Linked DNA regions of Mus musculus: regions 2, 3, 4, 5, 6 and 7 are each linked to region 1. A link is a contact called in public HiChIP or PLAC-seq and promoter capture Hi-C data. All regions are on one chromosome and are shown on one strand. The core of a region is the stretch at or near the end of the contact, and the rest is flanking DNA. Distances in the headings are between cores, read along the strand shown. Region 1 holds the start of Ube2e3 (ubiquitin-conjugating enzyme E2E 3). Region 2 holds the start of Cwc22 (CWC22 spliceosome-associated protein). Region 3 overlaps Ppp1r1c (protein phosphatase 1, regulatory inhibitor subunit 1C). Region 4 overlaps Ppp1r1c (protein phosphatase 1, regulatory inhibitor subunit 1C). Region 5 has its middle 24 kb from the start of Gm46751. Region 6 overlaps 4930440I19Rik (RIKEN cDNA 4930440I19 gene). Region 7 overlaps 4930440I19Rik (RIKEN cDNA 4930440I19 gene).

Region 1 (4,212 bases), core at 1,123-3,622:
CAGAAAATAGAAGTCAACAGAGAAGAACTGATCTCTCACTTGGACTCAGAAATGTTCCCCCTGTTGTTAACCTGCCAAGCTCATCCACAATGCTGGAGCTACGCAGAGGAAGGCCGAGGGTGTTTTCAGTCACTGGGTGACACCTAAACTGTAACAGCTACTTCCGAGTTGTATCTGCCCTCACGAGGAGGTGGGATAGCAGTAACTCACTCAGTCACACCTGTGCCACATGATTTAAAGTCCTCTTCTTACAGATTGTAAGCCAATTTAAAGCACACATTAAGAACTGCTTCCCACTAGAGCCAAGCCTGGAGTTTACCAATTTTCTGGTAAATATTGTTATTTCTGACAATTCCGTTTTCTGGAGAGAAGCTCTGCTGATCTCTAGAACTGTCAACTTCACTCACACATGACTCACAGAAGGAAACCTCTCCTACAAGCCATTTCACTGGGACTCACCAGATTTCCCTTGCCAAGCCCTTCATCTGTCAGAATGAGTGCCCAGCTCTTCTTGAGGCCATCCTCGAGTCACCACAGCACAGAACAAAGTCTGCTGGCTTTAGAGTCGATAGTTGCAGGGAAACTGCGTGGCTATACCACACACAGAATGACAGCCCACTCAAGTTCACATACGTTTGATGGAGAACTATTTCTGAACTATTGCCACTGAAGTTAAGCCAGCAAAAGCCACCAATGGGAAGGGGACCTGACCGTGTGAGTCCTCCCCTTGTAGACATTACCTTTTAGCACTAGTGGATAACTTAGCAGTCGTTTTGCTAGAGAGTTTGGTGTTTTTCTTCTGCTGGGTGGCAGAAGGTTTTCTTTCTTCCTGTTCCTCGGGCTCTGGAGCGGCAGGGTCTCGCTGATCTGCATCTGAACTGCCACTGCTGGTGCTAGGGCTCTCATCATCCGACCTTTGCCTGTCACTGGACATCTTGGTGAACTTATCTCTGGGAAAACTTCTAAGGAGAGAAGAGACCCATGGAGAAACATTAGATCTTTAAAAAAAAATAGCAGCATGCACTTCTCAATAAGCACCTTTGAGAGTATTTTATTGAAAAGGATTCGAAAGTCCCTGTACTTAGGGTGCAGCACGTTACAGGGAATCTGATACGTATCATAATTTATAATGCAGGCGTTGAGGGATTTACCAAAATGCAAGTTGGAAAACCCACTCACATTTTTTTCCCATCCCTTGGACAATCTATCAATTGTCTACTTTCTCAGAAGGCATGAAACAGATTTGCCAGGGAACTTGGGCAACGGGCATTAATAACATATGACAACTGTAAATAACAGATCTCGCCGAGAATGTTCAGAAGTCACTAATACCGTCTAAATATTTACAGGCTGACACCGGTCTGAGCGATCAAATCCTCCTTCCCAGAGGAAAAACATACCCCGTTAGTCGCCCATATGCTTATTTACGGTGACGGGGTCCTCCCGTGCGCACCGAAAGCCTTTGAACACAGCACTCGAATTTAAAAAAAAAAAAAAAATCAACTGGCAGCCGCCCCACAGCCGTCCCCACGGCCGGCGGCGAGGATTCACCGGGCCGAGCCCGAGCTGCCACCCGGGGAAGGGCAGGCTCCAAACTGCACCTTCTGCAAAGCTCCCGGTGCCATCGACGTTCCCCGCTCAATTCCTCCCTCACCGACCGACATTTTGTTATTTTAAAAAAAAAAAAAAAAATCCGCAAAGCGGCCAAAACCCCGAGGGCAAAACAAACAAACAAACAAAAGCCCTCCCCCACCCCCCACCCCCAGAAGTGCAACAAATTGGCGCGGCCCGCCCCGGGGCGAGCACTGGGCCACGCAGCTCCGCGGTCCTTTGTGGGGAGGGCCGCGCAGGGGACCGCGCCACTGCGCCCGCCCGCCGGGGGATGCGGGACCCGCCGCCCCGCGCCGCTGACTGACTAGCGCGGCGGACTGAGGAGCGCGGCGCCCGGCGCGAACAAAGCTGCCGCCCCCGCCCCCGCCGCCCCCCACGCGGGCCCCGGCCCCGCCGCCTTACCTCGGCCGCCCGCCCGGCCCGCTCGTGCGCCGCTACGCTGTGGGGGAGGGAGAGCGCCGAGGAACCTTCCTTGAGGAAATGGAGGCAGCCTGGGGGGGGCACCGGGGGGGCGGGAAAAGAAGCCGCCGCCGAGGCTCCGGCCCGGGAGTGTGGAACATCGAAAGTCGCAGGCGGCCGTGCAGTGCCGCGCTGCGGCCGGAGGGTGGCGCCGCCCCGCGCTCCGGGAGCCACGGTGGGGTGGGCGCTCTGCCGGCCGAAGGCGAAGGCGCAGGGACGCGGGAGCCCCCCGCGCGCTCAGCCTCCCGCCGCTGCGCTCGGCTCGGCTCGGCTCGGCTCCTCCCGGTCGCGCAGTCAGCAAGTTCCGAGCGAGCGGGCGGGCGGGGGAGGGGCGGGCGCGGCGGCGCGCGTGCTCGCTGCTTGCCTGGCGGAGGGGGCGCGAGCGGCTCCCGCGCGCCCCCGCGCGAGCGCGCTCCCGCTGCGCCTTCTTTTTTTTTTTTTTTCCGCCGGGTGGGGGGTGGCGGGCGGGGGGTGGCGGAGGTTGGGGAGCTGGGGGGCGGGGGGGCAGATGCGCACGCGTCCGCCCGCGCGCGGCCGGGACAAAGAGCGCGGCGGGGACCGGCGGGCTGGCCCCTGCGCCCTTGGCCGCCGAGCTCGTACTGGAAGAGGAGGACGAGGAGGCGGGGGCGGGGGCGCGGTCTCGCGGGGCCGCGGGTGGCTTCCGGCCTGAGCCCGCCTCCGGGCCGACGCTGCCCAGTGGACTACCCGCCCCTGAGGTTAGGGGCCGGCGGTTACCCCGGGAATCCCGTACCTGAGCGAGAACCCTGGCGCGTGACTGGGGCTTCCCCGGTGCCCCGAGAGGCAGGCGATGAATGGTGTTATTGAGGAGGCCAGGCACGCAGGCAAAGGAAAGCTGCTTCTGGCCCCTCTGAGCTGAAGGAAGTAGCAAGGTAGAGTCCTGGGCTTCTGAGCGAGGTGAATAGGATTTTGAGACCAGGGGACCTACCTCGGCTAATCTCTGGCTCCCGTCCTGCAATGGCGCTGCCAAAAGGGGACTGCCCTCTGGACGCTTTGGAAACTTACAAAATCCCAAACTGTGTTTTAAATGTCCCGCTCAAGATGTAAAAAGTGGAGTGAGGAAGTTTAGGGGCAATAACCCGATGTGTCTGGCGGCGGGCTCTGCTTTGCGAGAGAGAGAGAGAGAGAGAGAGAGAGAGAGAGAGAGAGAGAGAGAGAGAGAGAGAGAGAGAGAGAGAGAGAGAGACCACTTCTGGATAGAGAAGCCATGGAGGGACTGACTCTATATGACACTGTCCTCATTAAAAGTTTTAGATAGGAATCAGGAAGGTTGCTGGTTTACTCCTGCCTTGCTTTTTGCGGAATCTTCCAAGTGGAGTCCAGTTTTGCCCCAAGCACAAAATAGACAGAAGTCCAGAAACTTCCTGTTTGCCGCTCCTGAGACCATGTTCCAGTGATGGAACCTCGAAGGAATTTGTGCATTCCTCTCTCAAGAGTGTTCAGGGCCAGGGGTCCTGGGAGGAGGAGTTCACAGAAGAAACTAGAATGGCGGAGCCATAAGACATGAGCCAATGCTCAAGAGAAAGGAAAATGAAAAGAAGTGAGCCAACATACTATTTTTCCTCCAAATAGAAGAGCTTTGGTAAAAAAAAGAAAAAAAAAATACTCGAAACTATAAATAAGTCACATCTGTAACGTTTCAAAGATACAGATTCAGTGAACTTACACAAGCGAGCTATATCCTGGTATATGCTAAGCACATAAACTGCTTCGTGTGTCCAGAGCCGTCTCCTTACTCCCTCCCCGACAAGAGCTCTGCCAAGTGACTGGAAAGAGACCCCATTATTGACATTCACCTGGATGGGGAGAAGGGTGTTCCAGTTTGAACAGAGTCATGTGTGAAGAGGGATAATGGTCTGTTTGTGGATCAATCCCCCAACACTTCGATTTGACAGAATGAAAGGGAGCAGATGGGCAGGGTCTGAATCAGACATCTCCCAACTTTACATTAAGTAACACTCTTAAGTAACTTTACATTAAGTAACAGACACTGCTTGAGTAGCAGGCAGCCAGTGTTGAGTCTGGGCATTGTTGTGGATGCAGCTTGGCTGTGTGTTAAAAGGTGAGAGGCTCAGGGAAATTCAATACCCTAGAAATAGCCTGAAGGCCCAAAGGCTAATTGTT
Region 2 (4,212 bases), core at 642-3,141, 920 kb after region 1:
TTGAAACTCACTCTGTATACCAGGCTAGCCTCAAACTCTTAGAGAGCTATCTGCCTCTGCTTCCCAAGTACTAGTATTAAAAGCTCACTACGTAGCCTTGGCTGGCTGAGAACTGACTATATAGATCAGGCTGGCCTTGAACACTTGAACACAGGTCTGCCTCTTAAATTATGGGATTAAAGTGCCTAGCCCAGGATTTTTATTTTGTTTACACCCTGTGGGGGTTTGAATAAAAATGGCCCACATAGACTCACAGGAATTAGGAGGTGTGGCTTTGTTGAGGTAGACTTGGTGCAGTGGAAGGAAGTGTGTCACTGAGGTGGGCTTCTCAGATGCCCACGCCTGGCCAGTGTTTGAACGTCTTCTCCTGCTGTCTGTGGATCTAGATATAGAATTCTCAACTCCTTCTCTAGCCCCCCTACTACTTAGATGCCATAAAACTCCCCACCATGAATTCCACCATCACAATAATGGAATAAACCTCTGTTGTAAGCCAATTAGATTGGCTGTTTGTTTGTTCATTTGTTTGTTTGTTTGAATATAACAATTGCTGTAGTCATGGTGTCACTTTATAGCAGGAGAAACGCTAACAAAGTCATACTATCTCTAGGAAAAGGCTGAAAGCTCAATCACCCTAAAATTATAATAAAGAAGCAGAGCTTACTGCCCCAGGCATTTGATGCCAGCCCCTAGGAAGCAGAGCCAGGCAGATCTCTGTGAGTTCAAGACCAGCCTGGTCTACATAGTAAGTTCCAGGCCAGCCAGGGCTACATAGTGAGACCTTGTCCCTGTTTAAAAAATAAACAAAATTCTTGGAGAAGCCAGGCCTGGTTTACAAAATACTTTGAAATATAAAGATGATGTTGTTTTAGGAAGAGCTTTCCAATCACATTAGCATGCTCTTTAACACTTACCTTTTGGTAACACTGAAAATCAAAGACTAAGGAAACAGTATAATTGAGGCCAGTGCTCTAAACTCGTTACAGATTTCACATTCCAACCCTGAAAGTATCATAAATACAACTTGCTTCTTTTTTTTTTAATTTTTTAATTAATTAATTAATTTATTTATTTTCGGAGACAGGGTTTCTCTGTATAGCCCTGGCTGTCCTGGAACTCACTTTGTAGACCAGGCTGGCCTCGAACTCAGAAATCCACCTGCCTCTGCCTCCAGAGTGCTGGGATTAAAGGCATGTGCCACCACGCCAGGCAACTTGCTTCTTTTCTTTTTTCACCTTCCTCTCTCTCTCTCTCTCTCTCTCTCTCTCTCTCTCTCTCTCTTTCAAGACAGGGGCTCATTATGTAGCTCTGGATGTCTTGGAACACACAGTGCCAGTCTCAGCCTCCAAAATATTTGGAGTAAAGGCAGACACCACCATGTTGGGCCTCCAATTTACTTCTCACTGTCCTTACAACATATCATTTATAATCAGATAGTCTTCCATTCACTTGAATTTAAAATCTTGGAACTTAATAGATACTAAACATTTTGTCACTTTCCCCTCTTCTCCCAAACAGACTTTTGGTAAAGCTTCTGTCAAAAATCTGAAAGGGATCGCTACTTTTTTTATTATTTTCAGGCAAGGTATTATATAGTAAGCCTCTGCGGTAGTTTCATAGTATGTATCTTAGTGTTAAGCTTTTACACTGAAAAAAAAAAAAAAGAAAGAAAAGCTACGGTGTCTACTAAGAGCTACTTTTTATGGCTTTAGAAGATGAGTAGTGTTAGAATAAGAAGCATGCCTCGAAAACCTAGCTCTCAAAAGTGTCTCTAGTGTGACCTCCTATCCGAACGAACTACAATTCCCGTCATGCACTGCGGTCCAACTACAACTCATTTCCGTCCGCGCTGCCAGAGCATGCTGGACTTTGTAGTTCACTCGGACTCACATGTTCTTTTCTCGTGTTCTTTGTAAGGAATGACAGTGTTACTAGCTGGATTGCTTTGACTCAAGGTGTTACTATACCGCATTATCATTAATCGTATCACATACCTGCCAATTCACTACCAGTTTTTCACTAATTTCTCGCGCTACTTTCACCCGGGAAAGGGAACTGACGCTCTTCCGGTATGATGGCGGCGCGGTGGAGCTTTAGGTAATTACGGAACTCTGAAGACTCGGGATAGACTAGGAGCCAGAGTGGGGGCGGCGGGTTGCTAGGTCGCGTGGAGAGGGCAGGGACTTGCGAGTGGGCGCTTGCCCGGTGGGCCTTGCTTTCCTCATGTGGCTGCGCCGTCTCCACCGGCGGCCCGCGAGGTGCCGTGTGAGCCGGCTGGGCCTAGCGCCGGCGGCGGGGCGTGCGTGTCTGGGCCTTGGTCTGGGTTGTCGGTGAACACCTCTCCTGGGAGCACCCTGGGTCGCGTCCCCAGTCGGCGTCCCGGGGCTGGCATTAATAAATTCTGGTAACGCGTTTGCCTCATTCCAGCTTATCCCAGTAGCCAATTCTATTACATTTTCATTTATGGATCGTTTTCATTGACTTGACTGAACCCCTGTCATGTTTAGCCCTAGTGATCCATGTTTCGCATCTTCTGTGTTTAGGTCGCATACGTAGTTAACCTTAACTCTAAAAGCCTCTACTATTTGCAACTTCCAAACATGGGTTTGCAGTTCCTGCCCCTAGCGAGCTGCAGGCCCTACAGTACAAACAGCACTGTGCCAGCTGTTTGACCTGCTCTAAATGCAAGACTTTTTTGATACATTGTAGCCACTTAACTCGCCCCCCCGCCCCCCGGAAGAATAATTTGGGGAAAGGTATTAATAGAAACAGTAACTGAGCCCCGGCAAGCCGTTGGTGAGTTTGCCCAGTGGTTAAAAGCACTCTTTCAGAGGGATCTAGGTTCGATCCAAGCACCCACAAGATGGATCACAACAAATTATAATATCAGATTCAGGGGACTGGATACCTGCTTGCTGATAGCCACTTGCACCAGCAACTTGAACTGTCCCTATATGTATATGAAGGCAAAAAAGATCCATACATGTGAAAATGAGCTACCTTTTCTGTTAATTGTGCTCTGTATTTAAACTGCCTTTTGTTTATTTATTTTTCCTGTTCTCTGTGTAGTCTTGACTGTCTTGGAACTCACTCCTTAGAGCAGGCTGACCTCAAATTTAAAGAGTTCTGCCTGCCTCTGCTTTCTGAGTGCTGGGATTAAAGGTGTGGGCTAGCCGGGTTTAGACTGGTTATTTTAGTTGAGTCCTACCTTGTTCATGACTGGCCCAGTCAGACTCAGTCTGGAAATAGACCAGTTCCAGAAAGAAGTGATTATCGGTAATACAGCAGATTGGAACTAATGTCTTTGAGGGTTTTTCTGTCAGATTTCCCTTGTTTTCTCTGTAAGTCTGAAATTACTGCAGGAACTCTAGCCAGCTTGAATGTGGTGGACAAGGCTCTCCTTCCCAAGTCCCCGTGTCTTGTTAAAAACCGTTAGATCACATTCCTCAAGCTAGCCCCCAAGATCTGTTCCCTGATCTAACCTGCAGAGATCCAGCTATCAAAGCATTGAAGTCCAACAATCCAAAACCTCTCTGGGGTCAACTAATTGACATGCCCAATTTAAATTAAATACCTCAGCCTAACCCCTCTACCCGCTACGCTAATATTTTCCTATATGTATGTCTTCTCTCTATCCAGAGACAGTCCTTTGTTCCCTTGGGACAAATACCCCTTTACCCTCTCCCTTGTTCCCTTCCCCTTCTCCCTCATCCTAGTGTCCTGTCTTTGTCTCCTGTTTCTTGCCCTTTGTCCTTCTGGGGCAAATAAGTCTCCTTTGTGCAGAGAACACGCTCTTGGAGTGTCTTGAGCCAACTTTGAGGTTCCCTACAATTACGAGCAAGGGAGGCCGATGGAGCACTAAGGATTTCAGAAAACTCTCAGGCTTGTTAACACTTTTTCTTACACCTCCCAAGTAAACATGGGAGAAGACAGTTGAATGCTTACCTCAGCACAAACTTTGAAGACATTTTTTAAAATGTTTTTTTTAAAAAGATAGCACACATGGGCAGGGGAGTGGATTCAAACAAGCCTTTGCCTATCGTGCCATGTTAGTAAATGCCAGTGAACAGAAAGGAAAGAAAGTGTGGGGCATCCTTTTTTAGGAAAAGCTTCAATGATTAAAGAATTGATAACTTAGTAAGCGAGACCCAGAATTAACTGTTTTTAATCTATCTTTGAGCCTAACTCAGTAGTGGCTTAAGCCAGGCAAAG
Region 3 (4,212 bases), core at 1,094-3,593, 890 kb before region 1:
ATGGTCAGCTTATTATTTGTCGAAACACACACACATGGGTGCTAGAAGAAGCTAATAAAATGGAGGTTGTGACAAGAGATTAAGTTTAGGGGCATGAAGGAAATGTCAGGCATAGCTGCCTCTTTGTCTTCTGGTCTGTCTTCACTCAAAATATGAGGATGATTTTAAAAGATGTATTTAGATGCAATGGAGAGTCTTAGGAAAGCAAGAGTGTGTGAAAAAAATTAAATGGCAGCTATGTTTGACATCAGGATGGGTTATGACCTGAAAGAAGTCTTGAAATATTTAGGTGTCTAATACTGAACTTTGGTGTAAGTGCAAGGTGCAGAACTGCAGTAACAACAAGGGTCATAAATACATACTTTGGGGCCTTAGCAGAAGACTCTCCTACTAGTAAGAGTGCCCAGAAAGAAGCGAGGTAACGTCACACAGCACAATGGAGTACCAACCATATTCCTCCCCACTCTTCCAACTCTCCAGATCCAACTCTGCTTCCTGACCTACCCAACTTTTTTTTTCTTAAGCCCTCTAGACCAATTAGGATTCTGCAAGAATTTTTATCTGAACAGCTAGAGACAATTTACCAAGATGGAGAAAACCAGAACAAAGCTTTATAGGTTTAGTTCAGGACATATAAAGTTTGCAAAGGCTGGTAGCATCCACGTGAAGAAATTTAGTAGTTAGTTGCAAAATGGAGATCTTGAGGGTGTCACCAACACCTCCTTCTGTGCCTGGAAATATGACATTAGGCTCTGCTTCCTGTCTTCCTCTTTGCATCTTCCTGGGAAATCCTCCCCTGACCTCCCCTGAAAACCCTATACTGATATTTAGACAGTGATACCTAGGAATTCATTTCAGTATGCCCTTTCTTAAGCCTACTGTCTATACTATGGTAATTTCAAAAGAAAAAAATGTACATAACTCTGTAGGTTAGTAGGGCAGGAGTAGGGTGAAGTTCATCATCCCTTTCTGTCTTGTCTCCTTACCCAGTAACTCCTCAAAGAGAAGACAGGCTCTGCCTTCTTGGTTTATCTAGCCGCTCCTTCACGGGCTCCTTCAAAAAGCCATTGTACACTTTGCCTCAGAGCACATTTTTTTCTTCACTCATGTTGATCTCCTCCGCTGGTGCTTTGCACACCCAGAAAACCACCCTACCTTCACCTTTGTAACATGGAACAGCAGCCTGAAGAACTTTCATTTGGGCACAACTGTATTAATGTGTTTCGCATCTCAAGAACACTCCCTTTGTTCAGCCATCTTTCCTATAATTAAATCTCCTCTCTGTGCTCACAATAGACCATAGGTTACCATTGGTTACATTGGTTTTCACACACACATTTCCAGCTCTTAGGAACAGATACACTGAGAAAAATCATACCAATTTGGCTTTTTCTTTTATCATAAGCTGAAAACTCACATAGATCCTTACTAGCTTATATGTATCAATGCCCAATGCCTCCTTGAAGGAATGGCTATACATCCTTAAGGCTTTTTAACTCATTACTGCAGTTGTTGAAGAACAATCTCTGGACTCCGCAGTATAAAGTTATACTAAAAATGCTTCAATATAACCAGCTTCTCTGAATGCTAGAGTCCCGCATTCTTGGGATATTTGAGAGCTAAAAATAATGAACACCATGTCCCCTTAGGCCTTTGAGTTTAAGATTTTCCTTTCAAAATAATATAGTTATTCTCTGAGGACATGAGGACAGTACTACTTTATTTAGCTTAAGCTAACCCAAAATAGAACAGAGGAAATAATTGAGCAACTTCACATACATCTTCATTGTTGTCTATTCATGCCAAAACTGACGTGTCTTGAAAAATAAAAAGCACTCACAATGAAGAACCATCTTGAAAACTCTATACTGATATTTAGACAGTGATACTTAGGAATTCAATAATTGCCTTGGGATAAACTACAACACAGATGGATGCATTATTTATCCTTCTTCCTACAAACAGGCACAACCTTTTATAACTGCACAGAACAGACGTTTACTGAAAGTAGCTACGGGTCCATTTATATCCCATCTCCCCGAAAAGAGTATAAACAGTGGAAGCTCTAGCCCGGGCTGGACCTCTAAGCTTCCCCACCAGCTTCTTCCACACTGAATCAGAGCTGGAGGGCAGTGTGATGAACCTTGAGCCAACAACCAGGGAGCCAAGCTGGAAGGGAGATACTGGCCTGAACAGTCACTGCCTTGTGTCAGGAACATTTTTGTGTGAAAAAGAAAAGAAGCCTTTCTTGGAACTAGTATTTGTCGAAATACTGATACACTTAAATGTTACTTGGCAGTTCTAATTTTGGGGAGAAGTTCTGGGAAGACGCCAGCCTCTGAGCCAGCATTCTCTGATGTGATCTGGGCAGCCGTTAGGAGTACAGCAAATTGGTGCTCAATTGGGTTCAGTAGATCTGCTCCTGACACAAGGCAGAGAGGTGATTCTTGACATTACATTTCCACGCAGACCAAGCACTTCTGCTTTGCTTACCTTAAGGGAAAAAAACAAACTAATAATCACATGCCAATCAACAAGAACAATTAGAGATTTGAGGATAATTTTTTCAAAGGAGAAAAATAAACAAAGGTAAAAGAAAAAAAATCGTCGTTATTTTGAAAATTGATTTTTTTTCCCATTCTAAGATTCTGAGACTCTCCAAGTCACCAATTCTTCAAGTACCTATTTATTCCATGATGAAACAAAGCTTCAGAGAGGTAAAATCTTCCTGACCTCCACCCTTAACTGGAAGCAAAGCAGAGACAAGCACATATAATCAGCAGACCAATGGCCCGCCAGTCCCTACACCCATTACTCATGACACCCCGAAGTGGTACCTAGCAGTACCTTTCATGGCCGGTGGTGTGTACACACTCTGCTTCCTTTGCTTAGGCGATGCATTCTGCGACTGTGGACAAGGAAATCGAAAGCATTAGACGTGCATAAAAGTACATTGCTGTCAGACCTGTGAAGTAGACAAAGAGCTGTATCTCAAAGGGCTTTGTGAGGCTACTTCCTGTCTGGAAGTAGCGCTGTAGCTGTAATGAGTAATGGGCATGTTTGGTGATACCATAGACCACCAAGCTATATAAACCAGAGGGTATGTTTCATCATCAAGTTTACACATATTACGATTTTTAATTTTTTAAAAATTTCATTACTAACATTAGTTTCACAGTGTATGTAATTTTATTGAACTTATTTGTTTGTTGTGCGTGTATACTTGTGGGTGTACACATTTTGTGGTGCATGTGTGTAGGTCAGAGGAGAATTTGTAGAGTTGCTTCTTTCCTTCTACAATGTAGGCCCCAGAGATCAAACTAGAGGTGTCAGACTTGGTGGCAAGTGCCTTAACCTATTGAGCTGTCTTGCTTGCCCACAGATTAGTTTGTTTTAAGGAAATAAAAGGATAGTAATTCAATTGCAAAAATACATGAGTTCTTATACAAAGTATATTTCAAAAATATGCCAGTGGTATCTATCTATCTCTAACTAGAGAGATAAACACATAATATATACGCATTATATATATGTGTGTGTGTGTGTGTGTGTGTGTGTGTGTGTGTGTGTATACTTATTTTATCTGCCTTTGCAATTAATGAGGGTTCCAAAGGAAAAATTTGAGTCCTTCATTTATAAATGCAATCTTAAGTTGCCACGTTCAATCTAAACCCTGATTTTATTCAGAATGGTGATGTTGTTTTGTTTGTTTGATACTCTTTTGTCTGTCCAATAGCTAAGTCCTTTCTTACCAAAACTGCTACATAGCATTGTCACCTAAACACCCCAGATCAAGTTTTACTTTTAAAATGATTAAAAATAAGAGCATACTTTAGGGTCAAAAACCACCATTCTATGATCATGTAGAATCATCTCTATATTATGGAAATTTATTCTTTTATTTATATAGTTCATTCATCAATCAGATTGAGTCCAAGTGATTTTTTTTAACAATTAAAGAAGTGAATTTTTAAAAACTTTTTTTTTATTGAAAGGATAGAAATGTAGTGTTGTCTAGCATTTGACCTCTGTCATGTCAAAAAGCAGAGTATAGCTATGTATATCTGTAATCCTACTACTAGAGAAATGGAAGAAGGAGGGTCAAAAGTTCATGGCCAGCCACTACCATTTAGTGACCTTGTCCTGGGTTACTTGGGACTTTGTGTCAAAAGGAAAAATAAAAATATACATATATTAAATCATATTTTAATG
Region 4 (4,212 bases), core at 891-3,390, 870 kb before region 1:
ATCTTGGCTCAGACCACCAGAAATCCATAATTGGAAAATATGGAACAAGACCGACAAAAAACCACACATCGCATGAAAAGAACACACTGTCAACTAAACTCTACGTACTACAAAATTACCATAGACCTAGCACACTTAACCAGGTATGACCAGAAAATGGGCTCAACTGTAACGAGATCCAGTTCCTGGGAGAATGGAGGACAGGTATAACACAGTGCAGAACATGCTTAGTCAGCTTATTGGTCTGCATGGCTCTGTTGTTGCCCTGGAAGGCTGAGTCAGAGGCCTTTCCCATTCAGCCAGGGCAGTCAACTGTTCCTTTCATTCCCTGGGATTAGCTCTCACCTTTGTGTATTCAGCCTTAGGCAGTTAAACTAATTACCTGATCTTCTTCCCTTGCATATTATTTTCTAGGTTTTCAGCCTATGTAAATGAATGATGAGTTTTCACTTTGCTCCTGAGTCTGTCTAAATCTACCTTTCCAGGTTTGAATCATCAACAAGAATTAAAGTTTGAAATTTAAAAACAAAAACAAAAACAAAACCAACCAAACAACAACAACAACAACCCAAAAAAACAAAAACCCTCTGTAACCGGGCAAGGCTTCCACTGGAAATCCACACAAATCCAGCCACAGAACCTTCAACCTGTTTGTCTTGTCTGCAAGATGGGCTTGAGTAAAGGTGGCACCACTAAAGATGTGCTTGTGGGAGTGGCCAACAAATGACTGGCCTAGCTTGTGACCCAGACCACAAGAGGAAGCCCATGCTTGACATTCCCTGGAGGACCAGAAACCAGAGGCTGGATATCCCAGCCTAAAGTCAACAAAATGATTTTGCTATACTTGTAGACCAGAACCTAACTTAATAGCCATCAGAGAGACTTCATCCAGCAACTGATAGGAGCAGATGCAGAGACCCAGAGTCAAACATTAGGTGGAGGTTGGAGAACTTCATGGAAGAGGAGAAGGAATATGGGAACCAGAGGGGTCAAGAACACCAGGACAACATGGTCCACTGAATCAAATAAGCGTGGCTCATAGGGGCTCACAGAGATTGAAGCAACAATCAGGGAATCTGTATGGATTGGACCTAGGTCCTCTGCATCTATGCTATGGTTGTGTGTCTTGGTGCTCTTGTGGGACTCCTAACAGTGGGATAAGGAGCTGTCTCTGACTCTTTTGCCTGCTCTTGTGTCCCTTTCCTCCTCCTGGGTTGCCTCATCAAACCTTAAGAAGAGGTTTGTGCCTAGTCTTATTGTAATTTGTTTATGCCATGTTTGGTTGATATCCCTGGGAGGCCTGTTCTTTGTTGAAGAAAATCAGAAGAGAAGTGAATCTCAGGGAGAGGGGAGGTAGAGGAGAAGGACTGGGAAGAAAGGAAGGAGGGGAAACTGCAGTTGGAGGGTAAAGTATGAGAGAATAACAAATAAGTTCAAATTTTAACAAATCTGGAGAAAAATATTGAAAGGAGAATAAAATATTAAGATGCTTACAGTGGAGTCCTACTGCTCACTTGTGTGGTTAACAACTTGTGAGCTGCAGAATGTATTATAATTCAAAATTATTTTCCATTTTAAAATCACAGTCTTTGTGTGTGATTGCTTCCTCACCCCCAAATTGGGAAAATGGATCAAAGGCATAATAAAACGAGTGAACATATTATGGATTCCTACAGTGAAACCATTCTGGGCTTGGAAACAAACTAAGCTTTCTTCCCCCTAGGGGATTTAGAATTGGCAGTAAGAATGCCAGGAAGTAAAGTTTTTACAGAAAAAAATATTCATAATTCCTCACAGCAATTTTTTTTAATATTAAGGCACTTGTATGACTAACTAGATATTTATTCTATGAAAACTAAGTTGAACAGTGACTTAGGGTTGTGGAAATGAGAAAAAGAATTTTTACTTAGGCACTTAAATGTAAGACCTAACTTTGTAGAGAAATCACCATCTTGTCATCAAGCATGCATTCATTTATATAATAAACTCTATAAAGCCAGCCAGATGGGAAGGAATAAAGGTGAGTGAATTCAGATTCCTATCAGACTGTTGTGGACATGGTAGATAGTATACTCTCTCAATCCTTCCATCCCTTCCCACACAAACAAGACTGGGTACCAAACTCTACTGGTCTTGGTAATAGGAACTTAAGGCCAAATCAGAAAGGATAGAACCAAAAAAAAAACATCTCATTTCCTTTATTAACAAACTATCAATTGTGGGGGAATTACACTTTTCCTGTTTTGAATACTTTGAAAATACTATGCTTTGCTTCTGGGTGCCTGGATATACTTGAATCCTGAACATTTGTTGTCATTGTAATGTGTGTGACTTTCTTAAATTCTCCATTTGAAGACCAGAGCAGCACTGTCCTCAGAAGTGTAGTCTATCAGTATATGATGTCAAGTCGATGTGATAAACACTGTCTGATCCACTTCTGCTTTCTACCCTCAAAGGCTGTTTTTCAGTTCCTCAAAAGCAACATCCTGTTTCCTACCTTGAGATTCATCTCGGTGTAAATCTCCTCTCTTCCTTGCTTTCTTCTTTATATGTTAATTTAATTATAAGGCCTCTTTGGTCTCTAGACTAGGTTACATCTGTCTTGTTATATACTCTAATGGCAACTGTGAACCCTTTGCAGAATTTATTGTAATTACAATAAGTTAGTTTTTTTCATCGTCTGCATCATAGTTACTTTTCTATTGCTGTGCCAAAATGTCACAAATAAGGCAACTTATAAAAGAAAGCATTTGGAGCTAAGATGAAAGGATGGGCCATCCAGAGACTACTCCACCTGGGGATCCATCCCATAATCAGTCACCAAACACAGACACTATTGCATATGCCAGTAAGATTTTGCTGATAGGACTCTGATATAGCTGTCTCTTGTGAGGCTATGCCAGTGCCTGCTAAGAAGTGGATGCTCACAGTTATCTATTGGATGGAACACAGGGCCCCCAATGGAGGAGCTAGAGAAAGTACCTAAGGAGCTAAAGGGGTCTGCAACCCTATAGGTGGAACAACAATATGAACTAACCAGTACCCCCAGAGCTTGTGTCTCTAGCTGCAAATGTAGCCGAAGATGGCCTAGTCAGCCATCATTGGGAAGAGAGGCCACTAGGTCTTGCAAACTTTATATGCCCCAGTACAGGGGAATGCCAGGGCCAAGATGTGGGAGTGGATAGGTAGGTGATGGGCAGGGGATATGAAACTTTCGGGATAGCATTTGAAATGTAAATAAAGAAAATATCTAATTAAAAAAAAAGAAAAAAAAAGAAAGAAAGCATTTGATTGCTGTTCATGGTTCCATAGGGTAGTAGGGTCTCTGATTATCATGGCAGGGAGCCTGGCAGCAGGTGAACAAGCATGGCACTGGAGCAGTAGCTGAGAGCTGACAAGTTGAAACAACAATCATGAGGCAGAGAAAGAGAGAGCCAGAGTAGCTGGGAATGACTAGACATTTTTAAACCTCACACCTAACCCCACTGACACACCTCCCTCATCAGGGCCACACCTCCTAATCCTTCCCAAAGAGTTCTACGGACTGTGGACTAAGCATTCAAATATATGAGCCAATAGGGTCATTGTCATTCAAACCACCATACTCTGCTAGTATCATCCTGTAAAATCTGCTCTAAGATGAAAGTTTCCTTGTTAGACACATGCTTAAAAATGTTTCATTGAATAGATAAATTAGAGAACAAATGTGCTGTGGGATGTTCACAGGTTCAAAGGCATACAAAAAATATCTACCCTAGTCTGTAGTCACAAAAGTTTCCCTAAATGAAAGCCTGAAGAGACAAAGATGAAAGGACTGCATCCCTGAAAAGTCAAAATTCCTCGCCGGAAGAAAGAACAGCATGAAGAACAGGGCACACATACAAAATAGATTGCTGTGCCCAGGTATAGAAAATATGTGGAGACAAATTCAGTTATGTTATGAAGGGGTCATAGAAATGGTTTACAGACCTCTTGCTGTACTGTGGGTGTAAATTTTGAAGGGACATAAGTAGCAAATTGATATAATCAGATGTGAACTTTAGAAATATTATTTTATTATTTTGTAGAAAGAAAGGGTAGAATGGAATAAAGGTTGGCACTACAATTAAGATATGATTATTATAAAATTGTAGAATATGTATATATATATACATATATATAATATATATATATATATATATATATATATATATATATATATATATATACAGA
Region 5 (4,212 bases), core at 525-3,024, 740 kb before region 1:
AGAAGTTTCATATCTAATAAGCTCATGGATTTATTATAAAGTCAGTGTTGCTGCCATCTAATTATTAGGACCAAAGATACTTTAAGAAGAAATTAATTAGGAAAGAAACGTCTTCGGAAGAGGCAAGGGCAGTGGGCAACAGTGGAAACAACACAGGAAAGGGCTTGCCAGGTATGGAGACCCCAGTGACAACTGGCTGAATAAAAGGTCTGATTATCCATCCAAATGACGTCCCTTCATGTTTCTAATGTACAGAGTGTCCAGACTGAAATGCATCCTTCTTCTTCTTCTATTCATAATGAATGTGGGAATTCAGATTGCAGGGAAAATAGGTCAAAGGTTCACAATGAAATATCTTGCTTCAAAGACAACAAGATATACTTTACAGTTTTGGAGAAACATTTTTAGAATCTAAAACAAATCTTAGTGCCTATCAATTATGATGTCTGCATAAAATACTTTCAAAAATACCATGCTACTGATTTGACTTTTACAGTCTTTTATGAAATATTCCATAACCTAAAAATCCCAGATGTGTAGTGTACAGTTTAGTTTTAAAATACTTATGGAAGCTGGGTGTTTTTAAAAGACCAGGGAGCTGGCAGTCCCAATAATGTTATCATTCATTGGAATTAAGATAAAACATTAGACAAATTAGCACCACTCAGATGTTTCCCTGACCTATATAGAGTTTCGGTCCTCCCTTCTAGTTACTGGAGAAAAAATTATGCTGAGTTACCTAATTAGCTTGTGTTAGTCCAGGCTGGAAGGTGTCCTATCTTCAGTATCAACTCTACTATGTATGTAATTCATGCCTGTATTTTAGTACCTATCATAATTCATTATGAAAAATTTTGTTTTTATCTACATAAAGAGAGAGGGATTTTTGTGGGCCCAACTAAATCTTCTGGCATCCCTAATGTTTAGAAAAGTGCCTGGCATTTGGTATATACTTTCTTCATATAGTTGAGTTAAATACCACATAACAGGATTTCTGACTCTGAGATTAATACTTGTATTGTTCAAAATACTGATACATACAAGTAACTTGTGTATAAGCTACACATGGAGGAATTAGTGAAATACCATTTCTTCTTTCAAGATGTTTTTCAAAATTGATAAGCGATTTTGCTGAAATTTTATCAACCATCCAAATCATTTTATTGTAATTATCTCAACGAGTTTGAAATGGTAAATTTACCCTGATTCTGGAAGGCTACTGTTGGTAATCAGCCTTCAGGTGCTCTATCTTGAAGAGTGGAGTTTACAGTGGTTTTTAAATTGGTATTTCTCTGAAGCTTGGGAATCTTGGTTCATAAATGATCTCCTGCCACAAGAATGGCTAAATCAAACACTCAAAACAATAGCTTTACACAAGAAGTCATGAAGATTGTTTCCCATTAGAAACAAAGACAATTGAGCATATGATCTTAATGTGGATAAGTTTCCTGGGGAAAGAATTCCTGGAAGTGAGAAAAGCATTTCTCTCAATTGTTAATCAGGTTATTTTCCTACAGAATACACATTATCTATAGGCACGTCTGACCTCGGCAAGACTGAGGTCAGACACATACAGATTAAAAATACATAAGAGAACTTTAACTCATGCCTCAGTGTCCATAAACACCAGCCTGCACACCTGAGGTGCAGATGCCTGACCCCAGAATATACATTATTGTGTACACTTTCCGGTAGTGTCCTTGATTAAGGAACTACATTCCTACTGTGCCTTTTATAACCAGACTTCCCCTCACCCGAGACTCCGTGTTCCGTCACGCTGACCTGCGCAGTACCAGTGTCCCCATCCTCCCACAGCTTCTGCACGTTCACATGCAGAACGAGCTCTCCAGCCCTTTCCCCCTGGATGCCCTGCTCATGGCATCTTCTGTCCCACCCAAGCCCAGGATCGAATTCCAGCTCACACTTCAAGACCAGGGTTAGTTAGAAATGTCCATGGAAGCCAGCCCCCAGCCCTGGGTTAGAGTCCTGTGAACAGTACACCAAAAGCTCATGTGAAAAAAAAAAAAAAAAAAAAAGTCTGTTCTCTTTTTACTTCCTCTTCAATACGTTGTCTTTAGGGGCTGTGACTTACTCATCCATTATCACAGTTTGATAAGATGAAGGCAGTGAGTCAGCATGGATGTGGAGAAAAGGTTTTGAAGTTGCAGAGTCTGTAGCTTGTTGCCAAGTTAGTTTGAGCAGGTCGCAGAATCTCAGGCTTCATTCCATTGCCTGTAAAATGAGCTCACATTGCCTTTTGTGTGGAGTTGATAGTAAGCACTCAAATATATATTTGGTGCTTTTTCTAAGTCCCTGAATGCATTATCCTATTGCTTAGTACAACCTTATTCAGTAGTGAGGTTAGTGAGTACTTTATAGTGTATTAATAATTAAAAACATGCAGTAACTTGCTCAAAGCCGCACAGTTCATGAAGCCATATTATTTCATCATGAATCCACTTGGTTCTGGACCATGCATAAGTCCTACGGACCCCAAATCTTTTGTTTGTTTGTTTGTTGAGTTTGTTTTGTTTTGTTAGGTTTTTCTTTCCTTTTTTATTGGATATTTTCTTTATTTACATTTCAAATGTTATTCCCTTTCCCAGTCCCCCCTCAGAAGCCCTCTATCCCATCCTCCCTCCCCCTGCTTCTATGAAGGTGCTCCCTCAACCACCCAATCCCATCTCCCCGCCCTTAGTTCCCCTACACTGGGGCATCAATTGAGCCTTCATAGGATCAAAGAAGACCTCTCCTCCCATTGATGCATGACAAGGCCATCCTCTGCAGCTGGAGCCATTGTTGATGGCTTAGTCCCTGAGAGCTCTTGGGGGACTGGTTAGTTGATATTGTTGTTCTTCCTGTGGGGTTGCAATCCCCTTCAACTCCTTAGGTCCTTTCTGTAACTCCTCTATTGGGGACCCTGCGCTCAATCCAATGGTTGGCTGCAAGCATCCACCTCTATATTGGTAAGGCTTTGGCAGAGCCTCTCAGGAGACAACCATATCAGGCTCCTGTCAGCATGCACTTCTTGTCATCCACAATAGTGTCTGGCTTTAGTAACTGTATATGGGACGAATCCCCAGGTGGGGCAGTTTCTGGATGGCCTTTCCTTCAGTCTCTGCTCTACACTTTATCTCCATATTTGCTCCGGTGAGTATTTTGTTCTCCTTCTAAGAAGGACCGAAGCACCCACACTTTGGTCTTCCTTCTTTTTGAGTTTCATGTGGTCTGTAAATTGTATCTTGGGTATTCTGAGCTTCTGGGCTAATATCCACTCATCAGTGAGTGGATACCATGTGTGTTCTTTTGAGATTGGGTTACCTCACTCAGGATGATATTTTCTAGTTCTATCCATTTGCCTAAGAATTTCATGAATTCATCATTTTTAGTAGCTGAGTAGTACTCCAGTGTGTAAATGTAGCACATTTTCTGTGTCCATTCCTCTGTTGAGTTCTTTCCAGCTCCTGGCTACTATAAATAAGGCTGCTATGAACATAGTGGAACATGTGTCGTTATTACATGTTGGAGCATCTTCTGGGTATATGCCCAGGAGTGGTATAGCTGGGTCCTCAGGTAGTAGTACTATGTCCAATTTTCTGAGGAACCACCAAACTGATTTCTAGAGTCAAACCCCAAATTTTATTCTTACATTCTTTTTTCCTTAAGTAACTTCTTAATCACAAAATTAGTCATTATATTCCTAAAATACAATATCAAATAGAGTAATCTACAAAATTGAGAATACTTTCAAAATTTCTAGCAAGAACTGAAACTCATCGGTTTTTTCTAGATATGTCATATTAAAATATCCCTCAGTGGGCCTGAGGATGTAGCTCAGCAGTAGAGTATTTGCCTTGGGCTTAACTAAAACAAAGTTGAATATGCTTTCAGTGGGGCTGGTGAGTCTTAGCGAGCCCCCTTCTAAGTTCTCTGAAAAATAAAATAAAATCATTAAAAATCTTTTTTTTTAGACAGTCTGTTATACCTAAAAGTGTCCTATTAAAAGTAGTCTATGCTCTATCCCAACACAGAAATGAGAATGTACATAAATCTGTTATGCATTTAAAATTTGGAGAAAAAAGGAAGCTACCCAAATGGGAGAGCACAGGTGGAGACACAGAAAGATCAAAGGGAGAGTGAGGGAAAGTTGCTGAGATGTGAGCACGTGATGGGAAAGGCTGAAGAGCAAGGCAGGCTGAAATTGTGGAGCTT
Region 6 (4,212 bases), core at 634-3,133, 710 kb after region 1:
CTCTCTGCCTCTCTGCCTCTCTGCCTCTCTGCCTCTCTGCCTCTCTGCCTCTCTCTCTGCCTCTCTGCCTCTCTGCCTCTCTGCCTCTCTGCCTCTCTGCCTCTCTGCCTCTCTGCCTCTCTCTCTGCCTCTCTGCCTCTGCCTCCTGTGTTCTGGGGATTAAAGGTGAGTACCACCATGCCAGGCTTAAAATACATTTTTCACAAAATAATTGCAATTCAGTCACACACAAAAAAAATCAACTACGGTATATTTCCTAAATCTGGATTCTTGGGGACTTTAACATTCCATAGAGGATGCTCAATATTAACAGAATAAAGGCAAACTGTAAATTCTCCAAGTGTGTTTGAGTTAGAGCGTAGATGAAACATTTGGGGAGTCTTTCTTAATTGCCTTTCACTTTAGTGAGACTCAACTTTGTCCTGAGACCACAACTGTTGACTCTCAGTTATGACAATATAAAATATTGTCCTAGTTCTTTGACTTGGTGTCAACATTCCATCCAATTTATGTCAGTCAGTCAGACTCTCTCCTGGATCTGGAGGTGTGGTTGAGAATATGCCTCTGTTTAGGTTCTGGGTCATGCTTGTTGGTCTCCTAACACTCATTTTCAAATCTTTATCTCTGAAGACCTAGCAGCTAGACCCACACCTGCAGTTTGCTCCATGAGACTTAGCCGAATTTCTTATTCTTCGCCTAACAAGTAATTTCAGAGATGCACCACCTGGATTCCCTCAGATATACTTGCTATCCAGCTGTGGCAAGTGCAGCCATGAGACAGCTTCCACTGTCAGCCTCTTCAAGGACTACCATGGATTTGGGCCAGCAGGCTTCTGGCAATGGCCCTATAATGAACCCTCAAAGAAATAGTACTTGGTCTAGAATGTTCTACCAGTTGACCAACGTATGCCAGCTACATATTACAATCTAGCTTTATTTTTCAAACCTGATTCTGCCTCCAGCCTCTATTATTAAAATTACAAGGGTTGATTCTTAATTTATACCAAATAAATATCTAAATATCATGTCATCACCTGGTCTGAAGACTCTACCTGTAAACTCCTAATGTTCCTAACATCAATGTCACAACTGAGAAACTAAGGAGCTGGGGAATAAGGCAGAAGGGGCGTGGGGGAGTAGGACTGGCCTGCCTGCCACTGAAGCAAGGCTAAGAACAGTAATGGGCCCTCAGCAGACCATGGGCTTGTAGTATCAGGTAATAACATTTTAGAAGCTAATTTGCCTTTTTAGGACTTTCAGCTAAAATATCTTCCAATTCTCACTCTCAAAGGAAAAAAAATTCTTTCTTCATTTTAACCTAATTCTTTTACAAAAAAAAAAAAAAAAAAAAAAAGATCAATTCTTTAACCAATAATCAGAGCATATTTTAGGTTCTGAATGAGTACCTAGGAGACTGGTCTCACTACATCATGTATTTTTTAAATGTGTCACCTTGCAGATTATATATTTGCAGCATTCATTTGTAAAACATTTCCTTTCCGCTATATGCACTTAAGGTTTAAAATAAGTTAATAAGAGGTAGTCAGCCCTCTGTTTCAAGAGATGATAAATTTATTCTTAATACTTCCATTTCTGGATGTTACTACCACTTAGAGTTTGAAATGATCCAGCCCTACTTTATTATTTTGTTTTCTTATTCAGAGAGAACTGCCTTTGATCCCTGTGCTTCTAGTATCTAGAAGACACCTTGGCTGCATCCACAGTCACACACAAGCACCTCTTTCCTTTGCCTAAGGGTGAAAATGGCTTGTGCTTTGCAAATCCCCTCCCCCCTTATTCCAGAGTGGCTTATGTCTGCACTAAGCCCATTCCACTTGGCCCCTTATGAGCAGTTCTGCATTCCAAAGGCTGCTTGTTTGAAAATTCATGAGCTTCTCAATGATGCAATTCCTTTTTTGGCTGCCCCACTGCTCAGTTGGTTCAGACAACAAGATGCTTAGGGAATGGATAATTTTTTCCCTTTAGCTGCCAAAACCTAACAGAGGGGTTGGTATTTTATAGCTATTGTGGAATTTTCAGAAGTTTGGAAAACAGAGGATTTTATTTTTTGTTTTGTTTTGATATAGGACATTTTGACAATGGCTTTGGCAGCAATACAGAAACCTCCATGCTTGTGAAGCAGGATAACATTTGCAGCCATCTGGCTTCCATGGAGCACCCTCCAAGTGGGATAGATACAAAAACAGTGATAATTAGGGAGGTTAAAATGACTTTCCCACTGGTTTCTGAGCGGAACTCTCCAGTGCCCAGGATCCAGGGCCGCGGAGAAGCTGATGCCACTCTATTAGCACACTTCCAGCAGCAAGAACTGACACCTCCGTTATTCCCTAGGTTTCCATCCCCACCCACCCTCATCACCACACTTCATCCCGATTTCTGAACTCAAATTTTTGCTCACCAGAACGTCTACAATCACAGCAAATTGCAAAATATGCCATGAAAAGACTCACAGTATGTGAATAGCCCAGTTAAATTTCTCTAACTATGACTTGAACTTGCTTTCAAGAAATTTAGAAAACATTTAAAACACCATCATATAGCTGTCTCTTGTGAGGCTATGCCGGGGCCTAGCAAACACAGAAGTGGATGCTCACAGTCAGCTAATGGATGGATCACAGGGCCCCCAATGGAGAAGCTAGAGAAAGTACCCAAGGAACTAAAGGGGTCTGCAACCCCGGAGCTCTTGACTCTAGCTGCATATGTATCAAAAGATGGCCTAGTTGGCCATCACTGGAAAGAGAGGCCCATTGGACACGCAAACTTTATATGCCCCAGTACAGGGGAACGCCAGGGCCAAAAAGGGGGAGTGGGTGGGTAGGGGATTGGGGGGGTGGGTATGGGGGACTTTTGGGATAGCATTGGAAATGTAAATGAAGAAAATACCTAATAAAAATAAATAAAATAACAAACCACCATCATAGGAGTCAATTTTACCTTTACATTTCAAAGCTTTGTCATTACATGCTAAACATTAGGTATTGTTGGGATGTCTTTTTTAAACAATATAATACAGATGATTCTCTTTTTTTATTTCAAATGTTTTCCCCTTTCCCGGTCTCCCCTTAGGAAACCTCTTATCCCATCCTCCCCCTCCCCCTGTCTCTTTGAGGGTGATTCCCCACCTACCCACCTACTCCCATCTTCCTGCCCTGACATTTCCCTACACTGGGGCATCAAACACCCTCAGGCCCAAGGGCCTCTCCTCCCACTGATGTCCAACAAGGCCATCCTCTGCCACATATGTCGCCAGCACCATGGGTCACTCCATGTGTATTCTTTGGTTGGTGGTCCAGTCTCTGGGAGCTCTGGAGGGTCTGGCCTGTTGACACTGTTGCTTCCTTCATGGGACTGCAAACTCCCTCAGGTCCTCAGTTTCCTCTCCAACTCCTCCATCGTGGACACCCCCCATGCTCAGTCTAATGGTTGGCTTTGAGCATCTGCCTCTGTATTCGTCAGACACTGGCAAAGCCTCTCGGGAGACAGACATACAGATGATTCTTAATCCTTGAAAGTAAAAAGAAAACTTCATTTAAAATAGCAACTGAAACTTTTGTTCTCTTTAAATTTTTTTACTATTTATCACAGTAATCAGAGCTTATAAAGATATATAAGAAATAGTACAGTCATAGGAGGCCAAATTTGCTCACTACTCAAGAAAGAAATTTTCTCAAGTTGTGCAAATACATAGTTTCCAGTTGCTAGGAAGGAGGAAATGAAAAAAAAAAAAGCAAGACAGGAAGACATATCTGGGAGGGAAGAAGAGTGACAACACAGAGGGAGAGGGAAGGATAAAGCATAAGTTATACTAAGGATGCTTTAAAAAGCCAATGGAGGGACCTTAGATGCCCTATAGTGAGGAGAGAGAACTTATGGAGTCCACCTCCAGAAGAAAGAAAGGGCATCAAGTGGAGAGATGAGGGTTGCTGTCCCACAGTCAAAAACTCTGACCCAGAATTGTTCCTGTCTATGGAAACTGCAGGGACAAGGATGGAGAGGAGACTGGGGGAAAGGAGGACCAATGACCGGCCTAAATTAGAATCCAGCTCAAGGGGAGGCTCCAAGGCCTGACACTATTACTGATGCTATGGTGTGCTTACAGACAGGACAGCCTAGCATGGCTCCCCTCTGAGAGGCCCAACAAGCAGCTGAAAGAGTCAGATGCTGATATACCAACCAATAGACAAAAGCCAG
Region 7 (4,212 bases), core at 1,010-3,509, 680 kb after region 1:
TTTATGGAGGAACATGGAGATTTAGAAGCTCTAATCTGATGGATGCTGGGATTTGCATCCTCGTCTGTCTCCATAGACCACAATCTTCAGCAGAAAGCTTTCCCCCACCATTCTGTTACCAGGAGTAGCATCTCGTCTGGAATCCAACACTTAGCTTAGATCAGAAACCTTCCCATGGGTTGGGTCCAGACAACTTAGCTTTTCTGTCCAGTAATCTATTCTCCTCTGAGTGATAGTACTTAATGGTAATAGTAAGTTATGGTATATGTTCATTATCTGTACCTAATCAGGAGTTTTTTTCAAACTTTATAGACCAAACTTGGATAGCTTATCCAGTGCTTATTTAGGGTGATCTGCAACTCAGCCCACAGAAATGCAATGAAGTTTTGAGTCAAGTCATCATATAGGGAAATAAGTTGTATAGAACTGTGATTCAACTCTCTCAGCACTGAAAAAACTTCACACCACTCTATTTTTTTTCATTTTTCTTGAGTGGTATAGAAGAGGAAACATTTCACTCCAGTGTTCCAGCACAGACTCTTTGTGTCATGTTAGCAATACAGAATACTATGTCCATCAAACATTCAAGATAACTTTGAGGGCATATTCACTGTTGATGTCTAATCAAAGATGCTTGAGAAGTCAGCTAGACATTAAAATAAAATCACCCTTCTTTCATTTATTTATAGCTTCATTTTCATGGCCCAAAGAGAGCATGGAAAAGTGAAAAGAACATTGCCTGCTAATTACTTTTTACTACTCCTAATTGCAAGCTTTATTTGTTTATTAGACTTTCTGATTTCTTCATAACATCACAGACATTTTCATTTATTGTTTAATTTCTCCAAATTACAGTAGGTGAGCAAGAGGCCTCCTCTGAGTTATCCTTCCTGCTTTGCCTCCATGGAAGGGCATTTTTAATTACTTAAGCCTTTCAATTTTTCTAAGAATCATAACCTACCAGAATAGAACATCATTTTGAAATGGATATAATAAGAGAGCTGGTGTTTGTCTTAGTTTCTCATCTCCTCAAGGTTTTTCCTAAATGGAGGCAAGCCACAGTGGGCAGGAACAATAACAAATTAAGAAAAGAATTAAAACATCAGAAGGGACAAAAACTGGACACTTCTGTGAACATCTGTCCGCAGAGACCATTAGCCAAAGGAGTCGGGGAAGAGACCACAGTGTGAGGTTTTTAATAATGTTGAAAAATACAGAAAGAAAAATGTTCTCTCCGTCTCTCAAATCCAAACAACAAAGCTTAGAGAAAGATTTCTTCTTCTGCTTGGACTAGGAAGAGGGAAGGCGATCTGAACTAGGTCCAGCATGATGAAACTCGAGGCTACACAGAGCCCTATGGTTCTTGCCACCAGGAAGCTCCCTGTGAACTAAGCCTACAGAAACTTTGTATTCTAGCAACCAAGGGTCTGTCTCCTGTATCCTCTTGCCAACCTTTGGTAGTATCAGAAAAGCAAAATTTCACCTTCTAAGGCAGGGGCAAACAGGGAGGCAAAATTTGTGGTATGAAACCTGGTGCTAAAGATACGATAATGAAACTCACCAAGTAGAATCCAAAAGTGCATACCCCAAGGCCAGTGCTGACAGATGGAGCCTCTAGACCTGCCCTAATTCTAGGCTATACCCTAGCCACTGATCAAACTGGGATAGTGATTCTTACCTGTGGATTAAGAGAGATATCACCGGGCAGCTTTGTAGCATCCTGTTGCTCAGGCTGCCACCTTCCCTGAACCATCAAAATCAGAATCTCTAAGTGTGAGCTTTGGCATTTGCATTGCTTCAGCTTCCAGTGTTGCAATGAGTAGCCAAAGCCAGAAACCACCAGACCAAGCAGTTAAATTTAGAGGCCAATTCTTCCACGTTACTTTGAATTGTACAGAAATCTCATTAAATACAGTCATTACATTCAAAGGAAGAGTAATAAACTAAATAAGCTCACTGCCTGAATTTTCCAGTATCTACTGCACACTATCAGTTAGGCAGATGACAAGGGTATGGTAATTGAATCAGGACTTTCATGAGATCCCTTAAGTGGCAGATGCAAGAGCAAGGGGCTGTCTGAGCTCTGTACTCCTGTCCAGCTGTGGAAAATCTAGAAGATCTCTGAAGCAGCTGCAGGTAGAACCTGGCCTTTGTCCACAGCCAAAGAAACACTTGCCACCACCCCAAGCAGCTGTCCCAGAGCATGAATGAAATGACTCTGCCAGTAACCATGAGCAGCTGCTGAGGCCAGCTGCTGGCATGGGGGTGGGGAGGTCAGGACTATGAAGTCATTCTATAGTGATTGCCAGCACCTGGGGGAGCCCGGATCCTTCCCAGGGCAGCTTGAGCAGCAGAGAAGAAGCAGGGGAAGACACTGCAAATAAACTGCTTCAAATCAAAGGAGTAATTAAGGCGCATGCTTTGACAAGAAGCTGTAGGTAACTTTCCTGTTTGCTTTGAAACATGTCTGGAGATGCTAAAATATATCTTAAATCTACGAGCTAGTACATTGTTTTCTTAACCACTGTTGTTTTATTGTTTGTTTGTTTGTTTGTTTGTTTGAATCTTCTTTATATTTGTCAGGATTTATAAATACAAGCTAAGAAGTTTTGAGCCACTTTAAATGAATGAATTCTTCCTTTATTCCACATGACAGGTGATAATATATTTTAAAAGTGTTACTTTTTAGTGAATTGGAAAGTGCATTTAAAGATGCTAACAAACCGTGTACCATTGAATACCTCTCTCCATCTCTCTGCCATCTAATGAATGTTACTAAGCAATGAGAACACATCACAGTCCATAAGGCACAGAGGTCCTGGGTCCTTTTTAATGCTTTCTTGTTAACCTGCTCCCAAAATAATGCTCTAACTCTATTCACTTACTCTATTGGTTTCTATACCTCAAACATCTTATGACATGATTTAGTTTAACATCTTTTTAATCCAAGACACAGTAAGTTAGACCATAGAGCTATGGCAAGAATATAAGAGATGACAGTCTTGAAGCAATTCCACAAATACACATCATTTTATGACTGAACCTTTGTAAATCTAAAATTGCATCAGTCCTGGCACGATCCCTTACGTGATGAGCAAGGTCACAGGGAGCCCCTTGCCTTTGCCGCACCAGCATAGCACTTACAGGGAAAAGGCAGCCCCTTGTTCAAGTGAGTGTGGTCTGGGAGCTGAGTAGCACTGAACAAAATTAGTTCAAAAACCAAAATTCTCTTCGCTGGACTGTGGTTAGAGAGGATCATCCCAATAATGCCAAGTTACCTCCTGGCCCACTCTAGGATCTGAAAAAGGACAGACACTCCTTCCTAAGTCACAGTGATTGAAAACAAAAATAAAGGAAGGATTGTGGATCAGAGGAATCTGTGAGGTAAGAAACACACACACACGTACACACACACCTTATATCACTAAGTATCAGAGAAGGCACCCTCAAAAAATGATAATTCAAAGTCACGGTGCAAAATGTTTTACCTGATAATGGTATAGTCAAGGGTGACAAACAACATGCACAGAAGTAGAAATACAACAGCTACCAGAATCTGGAACATCAGAATCTTCCTTGCCTTTTCAAGGGCCAGAGCCAGGCCAAGATAACCAGAGAGGAAGCAGCCCCTAGCTCATCGTGGGTCTCCACTGACCAAATACAACAGTAAGTCAAATGACAAAAGAGAGCTCAGGGTAAGATACAAATGAAAAGAACAGGTTTGTTAGGTCAAACAGAAGGCATCCTGCACACAACCCTTATATTCTACAGTTTGTGGGAGCTTTGAGTCCATTCATGCCACAATGGTGTACTGTTCCCCACCCCCCAGGCACTCTACATACCATGTAGTCACCACATTCCCAGAAGCAACCTTACCATTTTCTTAGGAGAAATCCAAAGGCCATTCATCTGTGGTGTGGTAAGCTGTTCAAGCACCTCTGGTACACCAAAGCTCTACAAGCGCTCAAAAATGAAATGATCAAGAGAACCTCTGCCATCCTAGACTCTAAGCGGCTTCTCCGTCTGTATTCCTTGCCCTTTGTCCTTTGTATTGTCACCTGTTAGGGAGGGAGAAACAACTTGCCATCTCCTGCATCCATTGTGAATCTTAAAACAAACAAACAAATAAACAAACAAAATATTCTCTCATTCTCTTAGACATTTTTGGATCCACCCACCGTCATCAAATCTGAACCTCCCAGATCCTGATAA

Evidence for each region. Promoter capture Hi-C pulls out the DNA fragments that hold promoters and counts their contacts. HiChIP or PLAC-seq counts read pairs in DNA pulled down with a chosen protein or histone mark.
Region 2: a promoter capture Hi-C map of pre-B cells shows a contact between it and region 1. The contact joins the promoter of Cwc22 here to the promoter of Ube2e3 in region 1. A contact is called at or near these places in 23 of 39 promoter capture datasets (the 3T3-L1 cell line, 3T3-L1-derived adipocytes, the C10 cell line and 15 more), 12 of 484 Hi-C or Micro-C datasets (the AML12 cell line, CD4 T cells, CD8 T cells and 8 more), 18 of 115 datasets of contacts at active chromatin or transcription factors (the 230-238 cell line, the NIH/3T3 cell line, acute myeloid leukemia and 12 more) and 4 of 9 other capture datasets (adipose tissue, embryonic stem cells, liver and 1 more).
Region 3: a promoter capture Hi-C map of the 3T3-L1 cell line shows a contact between it and region 1, with 10 times the contacts expected there. The contact joins the enhancer-like site here to the promoter of Ube2e3 in region 1. A contact is called at or near these places in 9 of 39 promoter capture datasets (the 3T3-L1 cell line, 3T3-L1-derived adipocytes, the C10 cell line and 5 more), 1 of 484 Hi-C or Micro-C datasets (the HPC-7 cell line), 7 of 115 datasets of contacts at active chromatin or transcription factors (astrocytes, embryonic forebrain, embryonic hindbrain and 4 more) and 1 of 9 other capture datasets (macrophages).
Region 4: an H3K4me3 HiChIP or PLAC-seq map of pro-B cells shows a contact between it and region 1, with 4 times the contacts expected there. The contact joins the enhancer-like site here to the promoter of Ube2e3 in region 1. A contact is called at or near these places in 7 of 39 promoter capture datasets (the 3T3-L1 cell line, 3T3-L1-derived adipocytes, the HPC-7 cell line and 3 more), 1 of 484 Hi-C or Micro-C datasets (the HPC-7 cell line), 2 of 115 datasets of contacts at active chromatin or transcription factors (large pre-B cells and pro-B cells) and 1 of 9 other capture datasets (macrophages).
Region 5: an H3K4me3 HiChIP or PLAC-seq map of bone marrow-derived macrophages shows a contact between it and region 1, with 8 times the contacts expected there. The contact joins the enhancer-like site here to the promoter of Ube2e3 in region 1. A contact is called at or near these places in 4 of 39 promoter capture datasets (the 3T3-L1 cell line, the C10 cell line, the HPC-7 cell line and 1 more), 1 of 115 datasets of contacts at active chromatin or transcription factors (bone marrow-derived macrophages) and 2 of 9 other capture datasets (liver and macrophages).
Region 6: a promoter capture Hi-C map of hippocampal neurons shows a contact between it and region 1, with 8 times the contacts expected there. The contact joins the enhancer-like site here to the promoter of Ube2e3 in region 1. A contact is called at or near these places in 6 of 39 promoter capture datasets (the 3T3-L1 cell line, cranial neural crest, embryonic stem cells and 2 more), 1 of 484 Hi-C or Micro-C datasets (brain) and 5 of 115 datasets of contacts at active chromatin or transcription factors (astrocytes, bone marrow-derived macrophages, cardiomyocytes and 2 more).
Region 7: an H3K4me3 HiChIP or PLAC-seq map of neural progenitor cells shows a contact between it and region 1, with 20 times the contacts expected there. The contact joins the enhancer-like site here to the promoter of Ube2e3 in region 1. A contact is called at or near these places in 5 of 39 promoter capture datasets (the 3T3-L1 cell line, 3T3-L1-derived adipocytes, cranial neural crest and 1 more), 1 of 484 Hi-C or Micro-C datasets (cerebral cortex), 11 of 115 datasets of contacts at active chromatin or transcription factors (cardiomyocytes, embryonic basal ganglia, embryonic forebrain and 7 more) and 1 of 9 other capture datasets (macrophages).

The regions. Positions count from the first base shown.
Region 1 is chr2:78,867,207-78,871,418 of GRCm38.p6, reverse strand. It overlaps Ube2e3 (ubiquitin-conjugating enzyme E2E 3), which reads right to left and starts at 2,372. Exons shown (of 6, transcript NM_009454.2): 1 at 2,014-2,372; 2 at 741-962. The coding sequence starts at 934.
Region 2 is chr2:77,944,035-77,948,246 of GRCm38.p6, reverse strand. Cwc22 (CWC22 spliceosome-associated protein) reads left to right here and starts at 1,891. Exons shown (of 20, transcript NM_001362658.1): 1 at 1,891-2,097.
Region 3 is chr2:79,758,307-79,762,518 of GRCm38.p6, reverse strand. It overlaps Ppp1r1c (protein phosphatase 1, regulatory inhibitor subunit 1C), which reads right to left. Exons shown (of 5, transcript NM_172420.4): 4 at 2,848-2,908. Among named protein-coding and RNA genes, the nearest start is that of Ppp1r1c, 53 kb to the right of the region's middle. Within about 2 kb of position 2,343, at least 17 of the 459 cell types and tissues checked have an H3K27ac peak or open chromatin away from gene starts, as enhancers often do. A contact at or near this core is called in astrocytes, where this site is marked.
Region 4 is chr2:79,740,394-79,744,605 of GRCm38.p6, reverse strand. The region is part of intron 2 of Ppp1r1c (protein phosphatase 1, regulatory inhibitor subunit 1C); the gene reads right to left. Among named protein-coding and RNA genes, the nearest start is that of Ppp1r1c, 35 kb to the right of the region's middle. Within about 2 kb of position 2,140, at least 51 of the 459 cell types and tissues checked have an H3K27ac peak or open chromatin away from gene starts, as enhancers often do. A contact at or near this core is called in the HPC-7 cell line, pre-B cells and pro-B cells, where this site is marked.
Region 5 is chr2:79,608,958-79,613,169 of GRCm38.p6, reverse strand. It overlaps a transcript of Itprid2 not described here. Among named protein-coding and RNA genes, the nearest start is that of Gm46751, 24 kb to the left of the region's middle. Within about 2 kb of position 1,774, at least 13 of the 459 cell types and tissues checked have an H3K27ac peak or open chromatin away from gene starts, as enhancers often do. A contact at or near this core is called in bone marrow-derived macrophages, where this site is marked.
Region 6 is chr2:78,157,977-78,162,188 of GRCm38.p6, reverse strand. The region is part of intron 2 of 4930440I19Rik (RIKEN cDNA 4930440I19 gene); the gene reads right to left. Among named protein-coding and RNA genes, the nearest start is that of Gm14461, 77 kb to the left of the region's middle. Within about 2 kb of position 1,883, at least 45 of the 459 cell types and tissues checked have an H3K27ac peak or open chromatin away from gene starts, as enhancers often do. A contact at or near this core is called in astrocytes, brain, forebrain and 2 more, where this site is marked.
Region 7 is chr2:78,187,783-78,191,994 of GRCm38.p6, reverse strand. It overlaps 4930440I19Rik (RIKEN cDNA 4930440I19 gene), which reads right to left. Exons shown (of 7, transcript NR_108098.1): 6 at 3,877-4,058. Among named protein-coding and RNA genes, the nearest start is that of Gm14461, 48 kb to the left of the region's middle. Within about 2 kb of position 2,259, at least 25 of the 459 cell types and tissues checked have an H3K27ac peak or open chromatin away from gene starts, as enhancers often do. A contact at or near this core is called in neural progenitor cells, neural tube and oligodendrocyte precursor cells, where this site is marked.